Linked DNA regions of Mus musculus: all the other regions are linked to region 1. Evidence: chromatin contacts called from public promoter capture Hi-C data. All regions are on one chromosome and are shown on one strand. The core of a region is the stretch at or near the end of the contact, and the rest is flanking DNA. Distances in the headings are between cores, read along the strand shown.

Evidence for each region. Promoter capture Hi-C pulls out the DNA fragments that hold promoters and counts their contacts. Capture Hi-C pulls out chosen DNA fragments and counts their contacts.
Region 2: a promoter capture Hi-C map of hippocampal neurons shows a contact between it and region 1, with 5 times the contacts expected there. A contact is called at or near these places in 6 of 39 promoter capture datasets (the 3T3-L1 cell line, embryonic stem cells, hippocampal neurons and 2 more), 1 of 484 Hi-C or Micro-C datasets (liver) and 3 of 130 datasets of targeted methods (embryonic forebrain, large pre-B cells and pro-B cells).
Region 3: a contact with region 1 is called in a promoter capture Hi-C map of liver, with 4 times the contacts expected there. A contact is called at or near these places in 1 of 39 promoter capture datasets (embryonic stem cells) and 2 of 9 other capture datasets (adipose tissue and liver).

Annotation. Positions count from the first base shown.
Region 1 is chr15:55,556,041-55,559,451 of GRCm38.p6, forward strand. Mtbp (Mdm2, transformed 3T3 cell double minute p53 binding protein) reads left to right here and starts at 1,368. Exons shown (of 22, transcript NM_134092.3): 1 at 1,368-1,697; 2 at 2,461-2,541. The coding sequence starts at 1,580. It overlaps Mrpl13 (mitochondrial ribosomal protein L13), which reads right to left and starts at 1,272. Exons shown (of 7, transcript NM_026759.3): 1 at 1,218-1,272. The coding sequence starts at 1,244.
Region 2 is chr15:57,692,839-57,696,148 of GRCm38.p6, forward strand. Zhx2 (zinc fingers and homeoboxes 2) reads left to right here and starts at 1,829. Exons shown (of 4, transcript NM_199449.2): 1 at 1,829-2,166.
Region 3 is chr15:53,344,642-53,347,991 of GRCm38.p6, forward strand. It overlaps Ext1 (exostosin glycosyltransferase 1), which reads right to left and starts at 1,542. Exons shown (of 11, transcript NM_010162.2): 1 at 1-1,542. The coding sequence starts at 722.

The sequences.
Region 1 (3,411 bases), core at 118-2,617:
TCTTGTCCAGGTACTTTCATATGCATATACACAAGGATTATATGCTAGAAAAATACACTTATAAGCTTGTGGTTTCATATTAGTTATCCTAAATTTTAAACTAGCCTATGCATACGCAAAAGACAAGTTTACCACATTCCATGTGAACTAATACTTTAAAAAAGCTTGATAAATAATAGAAATACTGCCACATGTCAACTTGCTGTCAAAGTTTTAAATATTCACATCTGTTATTTACCTGATTATAGACAGGTAACAACTACATTTAAAGGAAATGTACTTCAAGTAGTGTTAGGCTAGGAGTTGTCTTGGATTAACATATCAGAAACTAATTCTTTCTCTTCTATCTAGAATCTGCTTCAGTTTCAGTATTCCCTATGAGTCAGCCTTCCGGTTGCCCAAACCAGAATTCTTAAAAGTTATTCTTGTTTCTCTTTACACCCACATTCAAATCTTTAATATATATTGTGGACTTCTTAGAACTCCAATGTTTCAGCCTGACTTGTAAAATGAGTATTTTGTGTGGTACACTAAAATAGAATTCTAACTGAATTCTCCCTTTAGCCCTTCAAAGATCTCCCATCTGTGAACAGTTTATCTTCCACCTGGCGGCTTGAGTGCTTGCTTGATCCTTCTGATGCCTAAGACTTCTAGGTCAAAACTCTACAACAGGTCTTCATTCTTTATAAACAGTCTTAAGCAGCGCAGGCTTGACTTCAAGCTCACTAAGTATCGGAGAAGGCTGGCCTTGAACTTCGGATCTTTCTCCCTCCACCTCCCAAGTGCTAGGATAACATGCGTGCACCATAATTCCAGGTTTATGCGGTGTTGGGGATGGAACCCAGGCATGCTACGCTACATCAGCTACAGCTCCACACCTTCCCTTCCCCCTCCCCTACTGTACTAAACAAAAATAAACATCTTTTAGTGGTTTTTACTGCCCCACGTCATTCAACCTATTATTTCACTTTAGCTCTCTTTCCGCAAGGAACAAAAGACACGAAAGGGGCAGACTGAGGAGAGAAAGGAGCCAAAACAAAGATATCAAGTGGTAGGCAGACTCACAACCCTCTGGTAAGTGACTCCTAAAGCATTTCTTGGGTACGGGTGTCAGCTTCCCTGAAAGCTCAGCTTCTGCACTAAATCCCTGTGAACACTGCTCTTCATTTTCGCCAGCGTACTGAGCACACTATCCTGCCCGAAACGCGCAAACTCACCTGGGGCGCCCTAGAGAAGCTGGACATGCTCTCCGACCCGCGGCGTCCTTTACTTTGCACCCGCCCCGCCGGGGAACCAGCACCACGGGTCCGGCGGGAAACACAGACACCCGAGCATGAAGGTTCCTACTGCCGTCGCGTGCGCTCATCTGCTTCCCCGCCACACTCGGGTCCCCGCCGGTAGCGGTTTCGTTATGAGAGGAGCAGAGAGTGTGGCTCCTGAGAGAATAATTTCCCACAATAATTGGCGGGAAAACCGACGTAGGACATTATTTTGCAGCCAACCTGAGCGGCAGGAAACCGGAAGTGCACGTTGCGCGCGGCTCTTTTGAGACCTAACACTGAGTCCGGGCGCGAAGAGGATGGATCGGTACTTGCTGCTGGTCACCTGGAGGGAAGGGAAGTTTCGATCCGTGGCGGGTGGGGAGATCGAGCCTGGCACTGAGGCGACATCCCTGGAGAGCACCGACAAACAGCCCGGTAAGCTCTGGGCGGAGAAGAGGCGGGAACGACCGGCGGCGGGGAAGCGAAGGATTTGAGTTTCTGATGAAATCCCGGAGGGAGGCGCATAGGTCGAATGGTCCCGGGAACGTGCAACTAACTCTCTGAAGTAGTTTCTATAAGAACTGAGCAGTAGTATGTCAATGGAAAAGATATAAAGTTGTGGGTATTAGATGCCAGTGTCCCAAGTGCTTGGTGAACTGAATATTTGCCTGGTTGAATCTTCTGGTGGCATAGTCATCGAATTTTTGCTTTTAGGGAAGGTATGCTTGCAGAAAGAAGTGTCCCTTGGCGTTCCTACCACCTTGAAGAAAGCACAGAAAGAAATGATAGGTTCTGCAGATCTGAGTTTTACATTCTATGAAGGAAACATTCCACACTAAAAAAAGAGAAATGACCAGCTTTAAAAGATTTTAGCTGCATTGCTTTTTTGGCGTACTTGACTAATCTCAATATTACGTTTTCCTTGTTTTGATTAAGCAGACATTTTTAGGAAGAAATGTATATAGTTCGTATATACTTCTTTTGGAAGGAAGTTTTGATTTCTTGTTACTGATTAGCATATACAAATGAGGAGACTTGGCTGTTTTCTCTGCGGTGTCAGCACTTGAATAGACTTGGTCAACATGTATTCTGTCTACAACTTACTGGCCTTCAGATCCTCTGATAGTGAAATGGAAACAGGCCCTAGATTATGTTAACTCTTGAGTTAGATGACTGAGTCAGGTCTTTATTTTTATAGATTTGACCGCAACCAATATTTATCACCTCTTGAAGAGAAGCATCAGCGATTCAATCCATCCAGATGACAGTACATTCCCTGGTAAGTACAGAAGTGTAATGGTAATGAAATTCCTCTCCTATCCACCACCACCCCCCACCCCCAAAGTCTGACACAGCATTTTTTTGGAAATCAGTCAGTTTGATAACCTAGGAGTACAAGAAAGACTTGTTGACTTGAGAGGCACAGGGCTATGGGGGTATCTTAAAGAAAACCTCAACTACATTACTATTCCTTCCTGATATTTGAATGTTGTAAGTTTTTATAAAAGTTATTCTGGGTTCCCATTGTGAGAGTTTTGCTTCCATATAACCCTTGCTCTCCTGGAACTCTTTATCTGTAGACCGGCCTGGCCTTGAACTCACAGAGATCTGCCTGCTTCTGTCTTCCCAAGTGCTGGGATTAAAGGCATGTGCCACCACTGCCCTGCTTGTGGAAGGGTTCTTGTCTTGAGTAAAGACAACCCGTTACAGCTCCCACTCTGCCTTCTTTACCACATGTGGGTGTTGTTTTCCTGTCTATTTTACTGATTCTCTTAAAGCAAAAACAGCTTTGAGTCATCTGCTTTGACTTTCTGAAGTTCTCACTACTTTTTTTTTTGGGGGGGGGGCAAGAAATCTTCCCTACTTTTAGTTCTATTGGTACTTTACAAATATATCTATTTGTAAATGTATTTGATAATTTTCTTCTCTTTTACTTCTCCATCTGATAATATCCTTTAAGGCCCAGAAAATATGAATATGGAGACAGATCAGATCCTACAAGCTGAAGGAAGTGTCTATAGTTGGCAGGAAAAAATAGCCTCCTTTTGAGAGCTGCAGCTCTCATGATTCTGTTATAATCGGCTCCCTTCCTTATTGGAGAACCTCTAGTCTCGGGGGCAGCTCTCACCACTAAGGATTGATTTCCAGT
Region 2 (3,310 bases), core at 579-3,078, 2.1 Mb after region 1:
CTCGTAAGAAAGGAAGCACTAAAGCCAGTCCACAGTCAGAATCCGGTTTTCTGGGCTTTTAAACCTATCTAGGAAGAAAAAGACAGACGGACAAAGACGAGTGGGGGGCAGGGAGAAGAGAGAGGCAACCCCTCCACCCTCAGTTAGCAATAACCCAACTAAAGCTGGAAGGCAAGTAAGAAATTTAGCATGCGCGCTGATTTAATCTTAAATAGAAAAAAAAAAAACCTAATACGAAAGAAAAATGCCAGCAGAGGCTCCCTAGAGCCGTGACCATCCATCAGCCCCCAAAACCAGTCTTCCTCTAGACTAAGTCATCGCCATTGGCCACCCCGCAGTACACAGCCACCTGTTGCTGTCCTGGCGCCCCGAGCGGAGTCGCAAGCGGCCGCTAGAGTTCGTTCTAATTCCCCGGAGCAGAGCTGGCTGGGAAGCCGGAATGCGATGCGCCTGCTAATCCGCAGGATGGGAGGCAATTCCGCAGTCTTCAAGTCCCAAGCCCTCTGTTTTCTCCAGTAACTCCTAGTGTCAAATCTGGGTCCCAGAGTTAGCCTCCACCCCCTACGGTGGGCTCCAAGAGCGCTCACACCCAACAAATTCCCAAACGCCCCCAGAATCTGCGAAGGGGGAAAGGGTCTCTGAGAGCAAGAATGCACAACGCTGACAGGTTGCTAGGTCCGTCATCTTCCCTCGGATGCTCCCTTAGAGAATTTTAACCTTGCGTGATCGCCGGAGCACAGCAGCCGGGTCTCTAGTTCACGGTTCCCAGGGCTGCAAAGGGCAGACACCACACACACACACACACACACACACACACACACACACACACACACGCACGCACGCAGATGGAGGGCTCGTTTGGAGACCCCTCTCGCCGGGAACGCGGCTGTCCCAGCTCCGAAAATGACCCGTCTCGCTTCTGGGGGACTCCAGTGTGCGCGCTGCAGGCGTGTGCATTTTCCCGAAGCTGAGAATCGCTGTGAATTCGGGCCACACAAGTTTGAGTCAGCTCCCCGGGTGTCTTTGTTTGTTTATGGGTTTGGAGGGAAAAAGTTTGAAGATCTTTAACCAGACTGAGCTCAGGCGCAAGCGGAAATCCCCAGCAAAAGTGATCTAACTTCAAGTGGTTATGTAAGTGGGGCGCCTTCTTCCCCGCCCTATTCCCAAGCCCTCTCATTACTATTCCGGGAGTAAAACGCATCTCGATTTAAAAAAAAAAAAAAAAGAAAGAAAAAAGTTTTAAAGTATGTTGTTATTTTCTTTTGCCAGAAGGCGGGCGAAACTCAAGCAGAGCCCAGGGCGCGTGACGACCCCACCCGCGTTCTGCCCCCACGCACTGCAGAAGGACCTGGAGTCTGGGGTGTTGCTGGCGCCGGGCAAGCCCTAGCGCCCTGCGGTCTCACGGTCCGCCACTCCACGTGGTGAGGATCAACAGTTTGTTGAGCTCATCAGTGACACCTTGAACTTTTCATAAAGAAAATGGGTATTGCACCGAGAGGGTTTGGCCGCGGCAGCGCGCCGGGTCGTGCTCAATAGTCAATGATCTCGCTTGCGCCTCCCCCACCTCTTCCCGCAAAAATTCCAATGAGTCCGTTACTGGACTCAGACTTTTAAGCACTCCCCCCCCCCCAACACCCGGGATGACCACTCATCTGAGCCTTTAGGGGCAGCCTCCCCCCACCAGCAACTCCCTCCTAAAAATGACATTTTGCCGAAGTCTGCGGGGGGGCCTGAATTTCACTTTGTAACTTTCTGCGGAACCCGAGCCCGGGTGGCAGCTCCGGTGGTGGTATCGTATGCAAATACGCATGCTGACGTTACAGATCATGTGGGTTTTGGCGTAGATTCCCCACTGATCGAGGCATTTTCCCCCTTTTTTTCTTTTTTCTTTTCTTTTTTTTTTCTTTTTCTTTTCTTTTTTTTTTTCTTTTAAAAAATTCGATCAACCGTTCTCCGTACCGGGGCTTTTTTCTGTCTATCTGTCTGTCTGTCTGTCTGCCAGGCTGGCTTTCCCCCACCACCACCTCTTTCCCACGGAGCCCGAGTCGGGCGCCGGGTGGGGAGTGGGGAGTGGGTGGGGGGAGCCAGCAGAGTTCCATTTTGGAACGCCCGTGCCTCGTCTCCGCGTTCCCAGCCCGGGTCCCCGCGTTCGCAGCCCCGGCGCAGGTAAGAAACTTCGCCCCGGCGCGGAGCACCCGCAGCGGGCACCGCCAGCCCGGAGCCCGACACGCCGGGCGCCCGCCACTCCAGCCCAACTTTCCCACCGCCGCCGCCGCTCCCGAAAATGTGTTGTTAATGGGACTTGGCCGGGTTAGGAATGGGGGTGCGCGGGAGGGGGGTGTTCAGGCTTTTTTTTTCTTCTTTTTTTTTTTTTTTTTTTGAGGGTGGGAGGAAATCCGCGGTTTCGGGGAGAGGAGTACGGAGATTTTTTTTTTTTTTATGAAATAGTTTTGATTACAAGTTTGGATAAATGGAAGCCAGACCGAGGAGGAGGAGGAAAAACATGTCTACGTTTCCCTATGTCGACATAAGCCACAAAAAAATATGGCGTCCGCTTTCGACAGGGCGTTACGTAGACTCGACTCTGTTTTTTATTTATTTATTTTGTGGCCGGCTTCCTGCCTTCTTGGCCAAACTGCGGCGCTTTGTGCAAACCGGGCAGGTCCCGCGGGGACTCCACCGGGACGTGGCCCCGTCTCGGCGCTTTTTGGAAGCCTGGGGGCTGCGTGTGGCTGCACCCCTCCCTCCCCCGCTCTCCCCTCTGCTCCCCTCTCCTGGTGACGATTCGCCGTAATGTGGTGGCAGGAAGCATGACGCCGTGTTGAGGCTGCCTCTCCTCGCGTCGCTCCCGGTGGCTGCAGGCGGCCGGCGCGCAGCGCGGCGCGGGCGGCGGGCGAGGGACCTGCGGGCAGGGCCTGAGTGCGGCGCTGTGCCCACGCCCCGCTCAGGTGCGCGGGGAGGGGGATGCGGGGGACGCGCGGACCCCGGGGGCCCTGCTGTCCCTGGCCTGCCGGGACCAGCCGGAACCCGGGTCTCCCGCCTAAGTGGCCGTGGCGTTTTCCAGTCTGCCCCACAAGAGGTTAAGCATTGCTGGCTGGCGTTGGAGCGTCTTTGTGGCTTCCCCCAGGACTTGGGATCCTGAGCTTTGCAAACTTGCCCTTTCCCTAGCAGCTTTGCAGGAGACCAACAAGCTCGGAAAGTTGGAAAACAGGAGCATCACAGGAACGTCCCTTTGGCCCCCTAGCTGTACTGTGCTCTGAAGGTGGTGGAGGAGGATGAGGAGAGCTTATCCAACGGGGTGGGTGGAGGA
Region 3 (3,350 bases), core at 292-2,791, 2.2 Mb before region 1:
TGATCCTTAGAAAAGAGGGGAATAGAAACATCAAAGTTTGGTCGGAAGTTTTCAGTACTGATGCTGGCTTTGGCCAGCATCGCCTGGCCGATGTCAAACCCCACGTCCTCAGTGTAGTCAGGCCAAGTGCCAGAATATAAATTAAAAATTAAATGATTCCTACCATTGTTCCACAAGTGGAGACTCTGCACTTTGGATCTCAAATTGTGCACATACTGAGGTGATAACTGGTCTCTGTCTAAAGTATCCAGACTCAAGACAAAGAGGCACGCCTGGCTGGGGTCCGAGGTGTAGAACCTGGAGCCCTCGATGGCCGCTAGAATGTTTTGGTAACTTTCGGCGATTTTCTCCCCTTTCTGCTGCGGGTACACGTAGACTTTGAAGCCGTTTTTCTTGCAAAGGGTGAAATCGAAGCAGGACTCCATGCGGCACTTCTTGCCTTTGTAGATGCTCGAGTTGGCGTCTCGCTTCTGCCGGGGGGAAATGTGCACGCTGGAATCCTCGTTTTCCAATTGATCCCAAGGAAAGAAAGGGCGCAGAGCGTCCGGGAAGCGGGGCCAGAAATGATCCGGACTGGGCTGGTGCAAGCCATTCCGACCACTGTGCTCTTCTCTCCGGCTGTGGCTCCTCGATGCCCTAAACTGCACGCCTCCAAAATAAAACAAAAGGGCGAGACAAGAGCCAGCTGAGAGCAGGATGAAATAGCGTTTTTTGGCCTGCATGTGTCCTGCCTGGGTCAAGAGGATTGTAAATAAACACAAGAATCACCCAAGTTTCCCAATCAACACTTTCAGCTCCAGTCCGCCATCTTCCCGCCTGTAAAGACTTCAAACTCTCCGCTCCCACCTTCTCTGGATGCCTTTCCCCAAGCCGTGGACTGATCCAGCGCATGTGGGCGATTTCTTTAACTTTCTCCCCTTCGGTCTTTCATCTTTGGGCTGCACAATGCACGGGAGAGAGCCGGGCAGAAGATCTCGCACCCAGGGCGGGCGAACAGCGGACTGTAATTTTCTTGCATGCAACAAGACGGAGGAAAAGAAAGAGAGCAGGGAAGAAAAAGCTCCCGATACCCAATCAATGGCAAGACGAAGTGACTGCCTCTCCGCTCGGATTCCTCTCGGCGGCGTGGAGAACGAGCCCGGGGAAAGCAACTTCAACTCATCCACACTCCGGTGCAGAGCACTACGGTTCCAACAAGTCAATCCGCCCCGGCTTCAGCCGGCTAGTGCATCTTGCAGCTGGGGCGCCGTAACCTCACAAATCCCTGCATGTCTCTTTATTCCCTTCTGCAGCGGCTCCCACACTCCGCCGGTGTTTACTCCTGCGCTCACGGGGCCGGCTCCCCGGGCGCGCGGCGGCCCGGCCGGCGGCACGAGGCGGCGCGGGGCGGCGGCGGCGGCGCGTCCTCCCCGCGGGCAGTGCCGGCCCCGAGCGGTGCTTCGCAGGCCCCGCGCTATCACTGCCGACCGCCGCGTTCGGTCGCCGAATGTTACCCGGTTCTGAATGTTACACTTACACATTCCATTCCCGACACGACAGCGCTGACCTCATCCATCCACGCAGCCCGCGCTGCCATTGGCCGGGCGTCACGTCCGGGTGGGGCGGGGCTTCCGCTGCGCCCATTCATAACCCCCGGCGGCCGGCAGAGGCGCCGGCGCGGCGCGGCGCGGCGCGGGCGCGGGGACCCAGGAGCGCACGGGCGGCGGGCGGAGCGCTAGCCGGCCGGGCGTCGCCCACCGCCGGCCTTCTGCACGCCGGGCCGGGAATGCAACCCGGACCAGACGGGCCCCAGAGGCGCGGGAGGAAGTGTGGGGACGTGGCCAGCAGCCCGCTGCTCGGGATGCCCCGGGTCTCCACGAGCCGGGAACGCCTCCCCGCCGGGAGGCTGAGAGGACCGGTTCCTGGAGAAGGATGCCTTGAAAATGGAGAAGCGAGGGGAAGGGGGGTGGGGACTTCATGGAAAGCGAGCGCAGGTCGGGATGTCTCTCCCCCCACACTTGGACCCGCTGAGGACCAATTTTTTGGTGGGTCTTGTTTTTAACGTTTAAGTGGTCTTTCTAATTCCCCTATGTAATCCACCTATTTTTCTGTCTTCCTCGCCGAGACACCCTAATCCTCAACAATAAGGAGGAATTGTCACAGTCCGATGGATCTGTGGCTGAGTGTGAGAAGACACCTCCTAAAGCCATCTGATCTGCGTGCCCTCTCTTCCATTCCCGAATCCCTCCCACCTGTTCTATTCACTGATATTGGGCCGGGAGGGATCTAATGGCTGAAAAGAAAGCCATTTCATTTTGCCCCCATCGGTGTTGTTATTCTTCCTGAGGTGGTATTTTTAAGATGTCACCTGGCCCTAGCTGTAGAAGGGAACCTTTGAAGCAAAAAAAAAAAAAAAAAAAAAAATGTATTTACAATAAATGTGCCACGGTTCCTTCAATTGACCTTCCTTCTGTCGACTCCCCTGCCCCAAGCCCCTGTCATTCTGAGTGAACTTAATTGGATGATTCTGAAAGGAACCTCCAGGACCTCCAAGCTGTGCTAGACTCCCAAGCATTACCTGGCCTCACAGCCTGAATTCTGGCTTAGAACACTTACCCACCCTAGCCTCAGAGCCTGGCCAAGCTGGACAAGCAGTTGCCTAGGGCAGCAAGCTGTTTAGTGATTGTTTATTGTGGGAGTGAGTGAGCTGGGAGCAGACACATCCCTACCTCCCTCGGGCTACTGAAAACCCCAGCCGGTTGTGTACCCATGGTATGGTTATAATAAGGCAGAGTGGAAAGTTTTCAACCTTTGTTGTTTCAGATTTGTTTGAATAAAGAAGGGAAGAGATATTGGGTGGGATATTTTGGTACATTCTGAAACCTCTGCCCATTTTGAACCTGCCAAAGATGAAGTAGGTTTTCATGATTTACTTTGTCCCCACCACAGGATTTAGAGAGGCCTGAAACAAGAGTAAGGGTTCAGTCATTTTCCGAGCAGGATGAAAACGGTTCAGGTAAAGGTAGAGATTAGAGCCACAAGTGACCCCAGGTCTCAGGGGGATTGCAATGAACAGTCTTCAAGACAGAGCTCTTTGTGTTGAGATCTGGCTGTCAAACAACCTGCACCCTGTAGAAGATAGGACTCTTCTTATCCTGCATTGGCAAAGTCTCTTGCTTTTCTTGTCTAACTGTGGTTCCCTCAGCTCACAGCACATCTTTGCATTCAGTTCATTAGTGGTTGATGTTGTAGGAGAAAAATGGTACTGAAAGTGAGGGGAAACACGTTCAGCCCGTGTTTCTGCAATTGAACCTTAGGAATAATGATCTCGGCTTACTCTCAGCTTCTCATTGATGAAGTGATGTTTTAGA